Linked DNA regions of Triticum aestivum: region 1 is linked to region 2. The links are chromatin contacts, called in public Hi-C maps. All regions are on one chromosome and are shown on one strand. The core of a region is the stretch at or near the end of the contact, and the rest is flanking DNA. Distances in the headings are between cores, read along the strand shown. Region 1 holds the start of LOC123114753. Region 2 holds the start of LOC123111454 (caffeoylshikimate esterase).

The links. A called contact is a pair of places that touch in the nucleus more often than the background predicts.
Region 1: a Hi-C map of leaf shows a contact between it and region 2, with 6 times the contacts expected there. The contact joins the promoter of LOC123114753 here to the promoter of LOC123111454 in region 2. A contact is called at or near these places in 3 of 5 Hi-C or Micro-C datasets (all in leaf).

Annotation. Positions count from the first base shown.
Region 1 is chr5B:291,406,277-291,410,710 of IWGSC CS RefSeq v2.1, reverse strand. LOC123114753 reads left to right here and starts at 2,446. Exons shown (of 3, transcript XM_044536176.1): 1 at 2,446-2,661; 2 at 3,265-3,775. The coding sequence starts at 2,648. LOC123111457 (a long non-coding RNA gene) reads right to left here. Exons shown (of 4, transcript XR_006454447.1): 4 at 3,980-4,430.
Region 2 is chr5B:291,270,302-291,274,879 of IWGSC CS RefSeq v2.1, reverse strand. LOC123111454 (caffeoylshikimate esterase) reads left to right here and starts at 3,114. Exons shown (of 4, transcript XM_044532260.1): 1 at 3,114-3,421; 2 at 3,506-3,816; 3 at 4,252-4,491. The coding sequence starts at 3,268.

The sequences.
Region 1 (4,434 bases), core at 1,197-3,696, 140 kb before region 2:
AAAAATTCATCGGATTTGAAAAAAGTTCATCAATTTTGAAAAAGGTTCAACGGATTTGAAAAAAACTTCATAATTGTTTTTAAAATATTTCATCAAATTTGAGAAAAGTTCATGGAATTTGAAAAAGTTCAACAAATATGAAAATAATCATCAATTTTTTAAAAAAAATCAACACTTTTGTAAAAAGTTCATCAATTTTGAAATAGGTTCATCGAAATTGAAAACAAAAGTTCATCAATTTAGAAAAAAAGATAATGAATTTTTATAAAATAATCATCAAATTTGAAAATAGTTCACATTATTTGAAAAATGTTCATCGAAATTGAAAAATGTTAATAGATTTAGAAAAATTCATCGAATTTCAGAAAAGTTCACGGAGTTTGAAAAAAATTCATTGAATTTGAAGAAAAAATTTAACAAATTTGAAACAAGAATCATCAAACGACGAAGAAGAAGAAGAAGAAAAGAAAATAGAAACAAATAGAAAAAATAGGAAAAAGGAAAAGGAAGAAAGAAAAAAGAAAACGGAAATAAGTAAAGAGGGAAAAGATGTATGTTGACAGATTAGGTAACGTGGTGTGATGCCTAACGCAGCGTGCCTCGATGTGGAGATCGCTTGTTCGATCCCTCGTGGTGTTTCTTTTTTTGCTTTGTAAAAAGCAGAGATGGGCCGGCCCAGCAGGGGGCGCTGCAGGCGCCCGTTTGCAAAATACACATTAACGGGCGCCTGCAGCGCCAAATAGGATTTGCCTTTGAGAAGGACTAGCAGGAATGGTCCACAAATGTTCTGGCCAAGCCCGCTAACGCATTGCCGCGCGACTGGTAACTGGGCCGGCCCTTAAACGCGTAGATGTGCAGCGATTTATTTTTATATAAATCGATGAAATCACTAATTAATGAGTACTTATTGCAAAGATCACTCCCATCTTCTCAGGTTGCGACAAGTGGCGCGCTGCATGTGCACCATTTGTCGCAACCTGTGAGTTTTTCCTTTTTTCGTAGATTCATTTATTCAAAATGTTTTATCTCTTAAACCATGCGTCCAAATCTCAAACCGTTTTCGTCATTAGATTCCTCGTGTCGAGATCTTCAAAACTAGATCCCATGTCGGTAAGTTTTGATGAACTTTTTTTTATGAAAAAACCAAACCGGGAGCACGTGTTTTTCCCTTTCCGAAAGAGGCACGCCTGTGCCTCTCGCGAAATCACAACCGTGCCTCTCGCGGACGGGAAAAAAGAAGAGAAAATGTGGTTTTTCGTTTCTGAGGAGGCACGGCCGTGCCTCTTGCGAAAGCGCCTCTAGCGGAAGTAAAACCGTGCCTCTCTCGGAAGGAAAAAAACAGGAAACACGTTTTGTTTCCGTTTCCAAGAGGCACGGTCGTGCCTCTCGCGAAAGCACAATCGTTCCTCTCGCGGAAGCAAAACCGTACCTCTCGCGAAAGAAAAAAATTCTAAAAAATGCGTTCTTTTCGTTTTTGAGAGGTACGGCCATGCCTCTCGTGAAAACACAATCGTGTCTCTCGCGGAAGCAAAACCGTGCCTCTCGCGAAAACATAATCGTGCCTCTCGCGGAAGCAAAACCATGCCTCTCGCGAAAACACAATCGTGCCTCTTGCGGAAGCAAAATCGTGCCTCTTGCGAAAGGAAAAAACAAACAAAAAACATGTTTTTTTCGTTTCCGAAAGGCACGGCCGTGACTCTCGCTAAAGCAAAACCATGACTCTCACGAAAAAAAACAGATTTTTTCGCGCAAAAAGTATTTTTTTTTTGTCCAAAAGATAAGGAAGACCGATGAAAAACCGAAACGTAAAAAAAACAAAAAAGAACGTTCAAAAAGCCAAAAATGCGTGCGGAAAAAGAAACAAAATTCGGAGGGAGCGACTAGATCGCGACACGTGGAGGGCCGCTGAGAGCGCGCCAAATAGCGCTGATTGTTGTGAGGCTCCCGAAGGAACGCTCGTCAACTAGTATAGAAAATAAAAAATCAAACCTCTCTCTTTTCTAAAAATAAAAAATAAAAAAATCGAACCTCTCTCCCTCAAAAAAAAGAAGAAGCGATCGGATGGGGAGCAGGGGAGGGCACGCCGCGCCACCTTGTGCGTGCGCCGCCGGTGGGGAGGTTGGGTCTCGCGGGCGGCTCTCGATTGTTCGCAGGGCCGATGACACATGAACCGGAACAGAATAAGACAAGCCATGCTAGGTAGTATCCGGAGTATATATGTAGGATCGATCAAGATTCCTCCATAATCGAGAAAATTGAATATTTGCCACTTTCAATACGTGGCTTCTCAAAATTGCCACTTTCAAGATGGGCTTCGCAAAATTGTCACTTTGCTCATTGGCTCCTTGATTACCATACCACTTCCCTCCTTTTTGTGATTTTCCTTTTTCCTTTTCCATTCATAAGCAGGGGAAAAGACCAAACTGCCCCTGATTATATACACGTAAGTAGTATCCACGTTCTAATTAATACTAATTGATACGAGACCAGCGCACCGGCCGCCAAGAATATCGTTTGTGTTGCCCCTGATTCTTCTCGACGGCAGAGTGCCGCAGATGGCTTAGACCTCGCGTGCCGCCGATCTTCTCGACATCCCGTGCCGCCGATCTCGTCAACGCCGTGTGCCGCTGTTCTCGTCGCCGCGTTCATGGATTCTGGGCGGTATCGTATTGAGCCTTACTCTGTTCTGTTCAAAAATCTGTAGCGATTGATCTCTCCTTGCATGGCTCGTTAACAAAGCACTGCATCATGTGAGTATGGAATCTGCGGAAACTACAATCGTGATTCCTAAACTGCTCCCTGCTAGGTGAAACGATAGCCTACATCCACAGTTTACATCTAATTCTGATAGCCTATATCTAAATCAAGAAAGGGTGGGAAAGGTCGTTGTTATCTGGCATCTAATTCTGGGAGCAGTACTAGATATAGTAAGAATGCAAAAAAGAAAGTGATGTGTATTCAGTAAAGTAGAAAGAGCAGAGTCGTCACAACCACTAGTTCAACAGAGCCGAACCTTGAAAGACTTATTTCTTCCTGAAATCATAATGAGAGGTAAAAGTTATCCTAATTGTAAAGGCAGTAGAATTTTGAAATAGTAGAATTTTCGAATCATCATGCATCAATGAATAAGGGAAATAGTAAACAATCTGGAGGAATTTATGTTCAGCTACATATATGCTTTGTAAAAATATGATCGTGACTTTTGACATGTTTATAACCGCTAACCCAAACTTGTGTTCATGTTTTCTTAATTGTTTCAAGTAGGCATGACCCAGAGGTCGCGTTGGGGAGCAGTACTGAGGATCCATCGTTACAGGTTGAGGCAACGTCAATTTCAGAAGTCGATTGGGATAACTTGCAAATAGTGGAGACACATGATGAAGAAGGTAGAATTGAACTACTGAGTGAGGATCAGTTATGTGAAATTTTGGGCTTGCAGGATGAAGAAGAGAAAAAAGGTAAGAGTGAACCAAAGGGTCGTAAAATGGTTGAGCAGGGCAGTGACAATGATGGTGCTGCCATTCCTGTTAGTGATGTCATACCAAATGAGGTAGTGATTACATATGATAAGGACCACCCAAAAATGGACCTTGGCACAATGTACCCATCAATGAAGGAATTTAGGTTAGCAGTGAGGCAATTTTTCATCAATGAGGAGTTTGATATAGGCACAGAGAAGTCGGATAAAAAGAGATTTAGAGGGTTCTGCAAGTCAAGTGAGGATTGTCCTTGGAGGATTGTTGGCAGCCTACAGGATGATAAATGTACTGTAAAGGTGAAATATGGCTAACTATATAACCTCCATTCATTATTTAATTTTTATATCTCTGTGTATGTCTATTTACTATACTAGAGGATGACCCGCGCATTGCTGCGGAACCATTGTGACGACTATGTTGTCAGATAAAAATTCAGAAGAACAAAATAAGATACTCTCATTGTATCATATACTCTAGCAAGTGTTCACAAAAGATTAGATGATGTCGGACATATCATCAAAAAATATTGCTGCTAAGAATACAATACATATGTAAGAATGAACTAAAAAAATACATATGCAAGAATGAACTCCACGGCCAAGGACTGGAATGCCACAATACCTATCAGACCTGTATATGAACCACTGAATGTTGCTCTCTGAAAATCCCTGAAGGTTACATTTTCAATGGCAAAAGTGAAGCACTGAAAGCTAGTAAAGGACTAAATCTGTGAAGGAGGACAAAATTGAGAGCCGTAGACTATGACCACCAACGCCAAGCCAGGAATTTCAATCTCCTTTAACAATTAACAATACATAAAACACCCAACTCTCACAAATGATTTTTTCATCCATCACTGAAGTGAATTCCCTTCGATCTCACATAAAAGCTAAGCTCCACCATAACTCAGGAAGTCAGAAAATAGGGTGCATCTACACAATAAATAATCACCTGA
Region 2 (4,578 bases), core at 1,865-4,364:
TGTGTAAAGGAAGTAATACAGATAAGGTTCGGGATAGTGAGACATCTTTGTTGGTCTCCAAGAAAGCTGATAAAACAGTTAAGGAAGACTATCTTGAAGACAGTGAGACAACCCCAAAGTCCTGTCTTGGTTTAGTGTTCGAGTTACCGGCCACCACCACTTGCATAAGCTATTCAAGCTCACTATTTGAATCAGTTCGGTTTCTTGAGTCTCAACTACAAGCTGAAAAAGACATCGATCAGCTGTGCTGTGACAGGAAGCGGAAGGACTACAGAAGTCCCTCGAGCATTCGGATGCATACTTTCTGGTGCAACAGCAAGCGTTGGAGGATTTTAGCGCCAAATAGGGCAAAGTTAATAAGCTTGCTAAGCTTATTGCCAGCATGGTGGATACCCAGGATAACATTTCTTGAGCTCTTCTAAAGTTGTTTCAGTTATGCTCTTGTTTTGCTGCCGCGTTTATTTGCACTGGTGGCCAATTTTGATGGCCAGTATATGTAATATGCTGCTTTGTTCCCTATATTTGCACTGGTGGTGAACTTTGATGCCCAATGGATGTAATATGTGTAATAGCGGTAATAGGCTAGTGTTAGTTGCTTGCTTATTTATTTCCTTATTGTCTTGTTTAGTTGTTTGCTTGTAGTCACTGCAGTTTTTTTCCGCGTTTTTCTAGTGGCCACAATAACCTATTTTTAGACATGTGGACCATAACGAGGCGTATAATCATTTTGTCAATCATGGGTCGTACTACGTGGACCATAATGGGCCGTTAATAGGCCGCATTTGATAACTCTATGAAAACAGCCCAATGAGTGTTTTTTACATGAAAACAGCGCAAAGGGTTAACGGGCCACAAACGGGCTGAATGTAACCACGGGTTGAATTTGGCCCACAAACGGAACAGGCCAGTAACTGACAGTAACCAACCGAATTCTAGAAAGGAGCCCAAGAATAAATGGGCCCTTAGAAGGCCGAAAGTTAACACAGGCTGGAAACGGAGGACGGAATAATGGGCCGTTAATGGGTATAAAGCGATACACTGTTCATTATGGGCCAGTTTCATCTCGGGCCTTTAATGGGACCGGAGTTACGAAGGGTCTCATATGGGCCGAAAGACATCATGGGCCATACATGGGCCGGAAGTTACAACGGGCTGGAATCATATTGGAAGGCCCAGATGAAGCTACTGAGCTTAATTCCGATAGGCCATAACATGCCGGGTGTTAGCGGGTCGTAAATGGGCGATATATGAACAGGTCGTTAACAGGCTTTCTGTGGGCCGGGTCGTTTCCTTTTGACCAAGTCAAATGGGCCAGCCTTTTCACCGGAATGAGCCTCTGTTGGGCCGTGCCACGTGTCGATGTATCATAGGCGCCTCCTGTCCAATAAGTGGATGACATCTGTCCCAACGGTGAGCCAACACGTGTTTACTCCGGCCAATGAGAATTTTACACGTGGAAAATCCCCATTGGTCCGGGTTGTTAACGGGTTACCGGATCCAAAATCGGACCCGATAGCTTAACGGCGAGCCGTTACGGTGGATGCCACATGTCGGTCACCCTTGACGAAAGCACTTCTATAACACGTGATTTATCATCATGGAATTGGGCACTTCCGTGATGATAATTTTGGTAATGTCATGGAACACTTCTACGACAGCACAGGTATGACTATCTTGATTCTGTCATAAAATTGTCATGGATGTATATGCATGACAGAAAACATGACCTACTGTGACAAACACGTATTATCAGGGACGTGTATTTTTTTGTAGTGACTCCTTGGCCTTGCGCCCAAAGAACCGGCAGCGTGCGCAACAGATGTCGCGCCGGCACTCGGAGCGCGAGTGCTCGGTGCTGAAGCAGTGGGGGCATTCCACCTCGCGGAGCCATGACGGCCGCTGACGGGAGGGCTCGCCGGTGCCACGGCGCAGGCGACAAGGAGGGGTGCGCGAGCGAGGACACTTCTTGCCCCGGGCCACCAGCCAGCCGTCGCTCGGGGCGGGCGCGGCCTCCATCCGGCAGATCTCGAAACGGAGCTTGCGGCGAGCGATAGGCGGCGAGGGCATGGGGTCCGAGGGCGCGGGCCACAGAAAGGAGGGCGACGCAGGCGCGGGGCTGAGAGAGGCGGCCGGCGAAGGCGCATGTGACCGGCAAAGGGCCCGCCGGTAGGACATGGCGGAGTCAGCGGAGCCGCCCGAGGAGGGGCTCGACTCGAACCAGCGGACCTCGCGAGTGTCCCACGACGGATGGCGGGGGAGAGGCCATGGAGGGTGGACGACGGGGCCGGAGTGGCCGGCGGCGGGGCTAGGAGCGTGGGAATACTCAAAGGAATTTTCAACCTTATTGGATTAATTGTTACACGTTTTTTGGTTGAGTTAGAGTCGTTTGCGCAAATTTCCATGGAGCTCGTGTCATCCAAACAAAATGCAGATTCATGTTGCAAGAGAGAGAGAGAGAGAGAGAAAGAAAGAGAGGGAACCCAAACAAAATTTATACACAAACACTTCCGGCTAAGCTCCACCAGCGTTAAATCTACTACAGTGGAAATACATCTGTAGCCAGGCAGCGTGAATGGCAGTTTGTTTTCCCTCTTGTGCGTACACACTTAAATCCTCGGAAGTAGGAGCATTTGGTTGTGACTGTAAATTAGTTTTTGTTGTTTTTTGTGAGGAAGGGCTGTATACTTGGTGCTATTAGCTTTTGGGTAGCTGTAGCAATAGTGTTAGAAATTTAGTTGAGAAGGTGACACGATAGATGAGCCTATGGCGACATATGTGAGACGCAGTTACTCTGAAATGTTACTGTCAAGGACGGTTGTGTTTATTATTATCTTTCTTTGCATGACGTGCAGGTGAATGGACGTTAACTGAAAGGCGCCCAGTCCAGACGTTTCAGCGCTCGCATCAATTAACATTACGGAGTAGTGATTGATTGATTCAAGATTTAGCAGCCATTGTATTCTCCGTAATACTACTAAGATGTCAAAAAATCTCAGTGAGAAAATAAAATTATATTATATTAGTAAATAATAAATGTATTGCTATAATACTGGTGGAGTAATACTATTCCTTTTGTTCACAAGGGCGTCCACATATATAGCTGTCATCGACCCCCCGGCCCTGATCCTCCTCGCCTCGTTCGCTCGCTCGCTTGCGTTCCTGTCTCGCAAAAATTCAACATTTCTCTCGGCTCTTTAATTTTCCCGTGGCTGGCTGCTTCCTTCCTGCGACCGAGTTCCAGTCGTCGGAGAAGAAGAGAAGGGGTCGATGACGAGCAAGTCCGGCAGCGCCGTGGCGGACGATGGCAGCTACGAGTACGAGGAGGAGTCCGTGCAGAACTCCCGCGGGCTGAAGCTCTTCACCTGCAGATGGCTCCCCCCCAAGGGCCAAATAGTCAAGGCCCACGTCTTCCTCTGCCATGGTACGTCCTTCTTTCCTTCCTCGCCGCTCTAATGGCGAATGATCCAAGACCAACCAACCAACTAACCAACCAACATGCGTGCAGGGTACGCGGTGGAGTGCAGCGTGACGATGCGGGGGACGGGGGTGCGGCTGGCGCAGGCCGGGTACGCGGTGTACGGGGTGGACTACGAGGGCCACGGCAAGTCGGAGGGGCTCCAGGGCTACATCCCCTCCTTCGACCTCCTAGTCAGCGACACCGACGCCTTCTTCACCGCCGTCGTCGCCTCCACCGCCAACACGGACCTCCCCCGCTTCATCCTCGGCGAGTCCATGGGCGGCGCCGTGGCGCTGCTCCTCCACCGGATGCGCCCGGCGTACTGGACCGGCGCCGTCCTCGTCGCCCCCATGTGCAAGGTACACGTGCATGCTTACCACTCCTCCGGCCGGCCTCCCTCCAAATCATCTTCCAGAGTCCAGACTACCGCAACTTTAGACTAGCTACTAGTACGCGGCGACAATCGAGACGGAAACGAGATGCATGCACGCACGCACGATCAATCCGGCCGCGTATGCAAGCTAGTTGCCGTCATCATTTGACTTTTGACCGGGTGGATCGAGATGGCGCCCCGCGTGCGGCCGGGCCGTTACTGATTTCGCACTTGTTTAGTTTAATCCAATCCATGCCGGAGCGGTTGACCCGGCCGGCCATTCAGGCCTCTCGCCCGATAACGACAGTAGTATATTCTAGTAGTAGTAGTAGTAGTATCTATCTTTGTTGATCGATGAACATTTGCTTTCATTAATTTGGACCAATTCAAATAACGTAAAACTAAGGCTGGGGTATTTCAGATCGCTGATGAGATGCGGCCGCATCCGGTGGTGGTGAGCGTCCTCAAGCTGATGACCAACATCATCCCCACGTGGAAGATCGTGCCGACCACCGACGTCATCGACGCCGCCTACAGGATGCAGGAGAAGCGCGACGAGATCAGGAACAACCCCCACTGCTACCAGGGCAAGCCGCGCCTCAAGACCGCCTACGAGCTCCTCAAAGTCAGCCTCAACCTCGAGAACAACGTACTCTCAAAGGTGTTATTAATTATCTCTTCTTCTTCTTTGCGAACATGTTCTAACTTCTTTATACATCGATTATATATAGACATGTTGTAGTGTTCA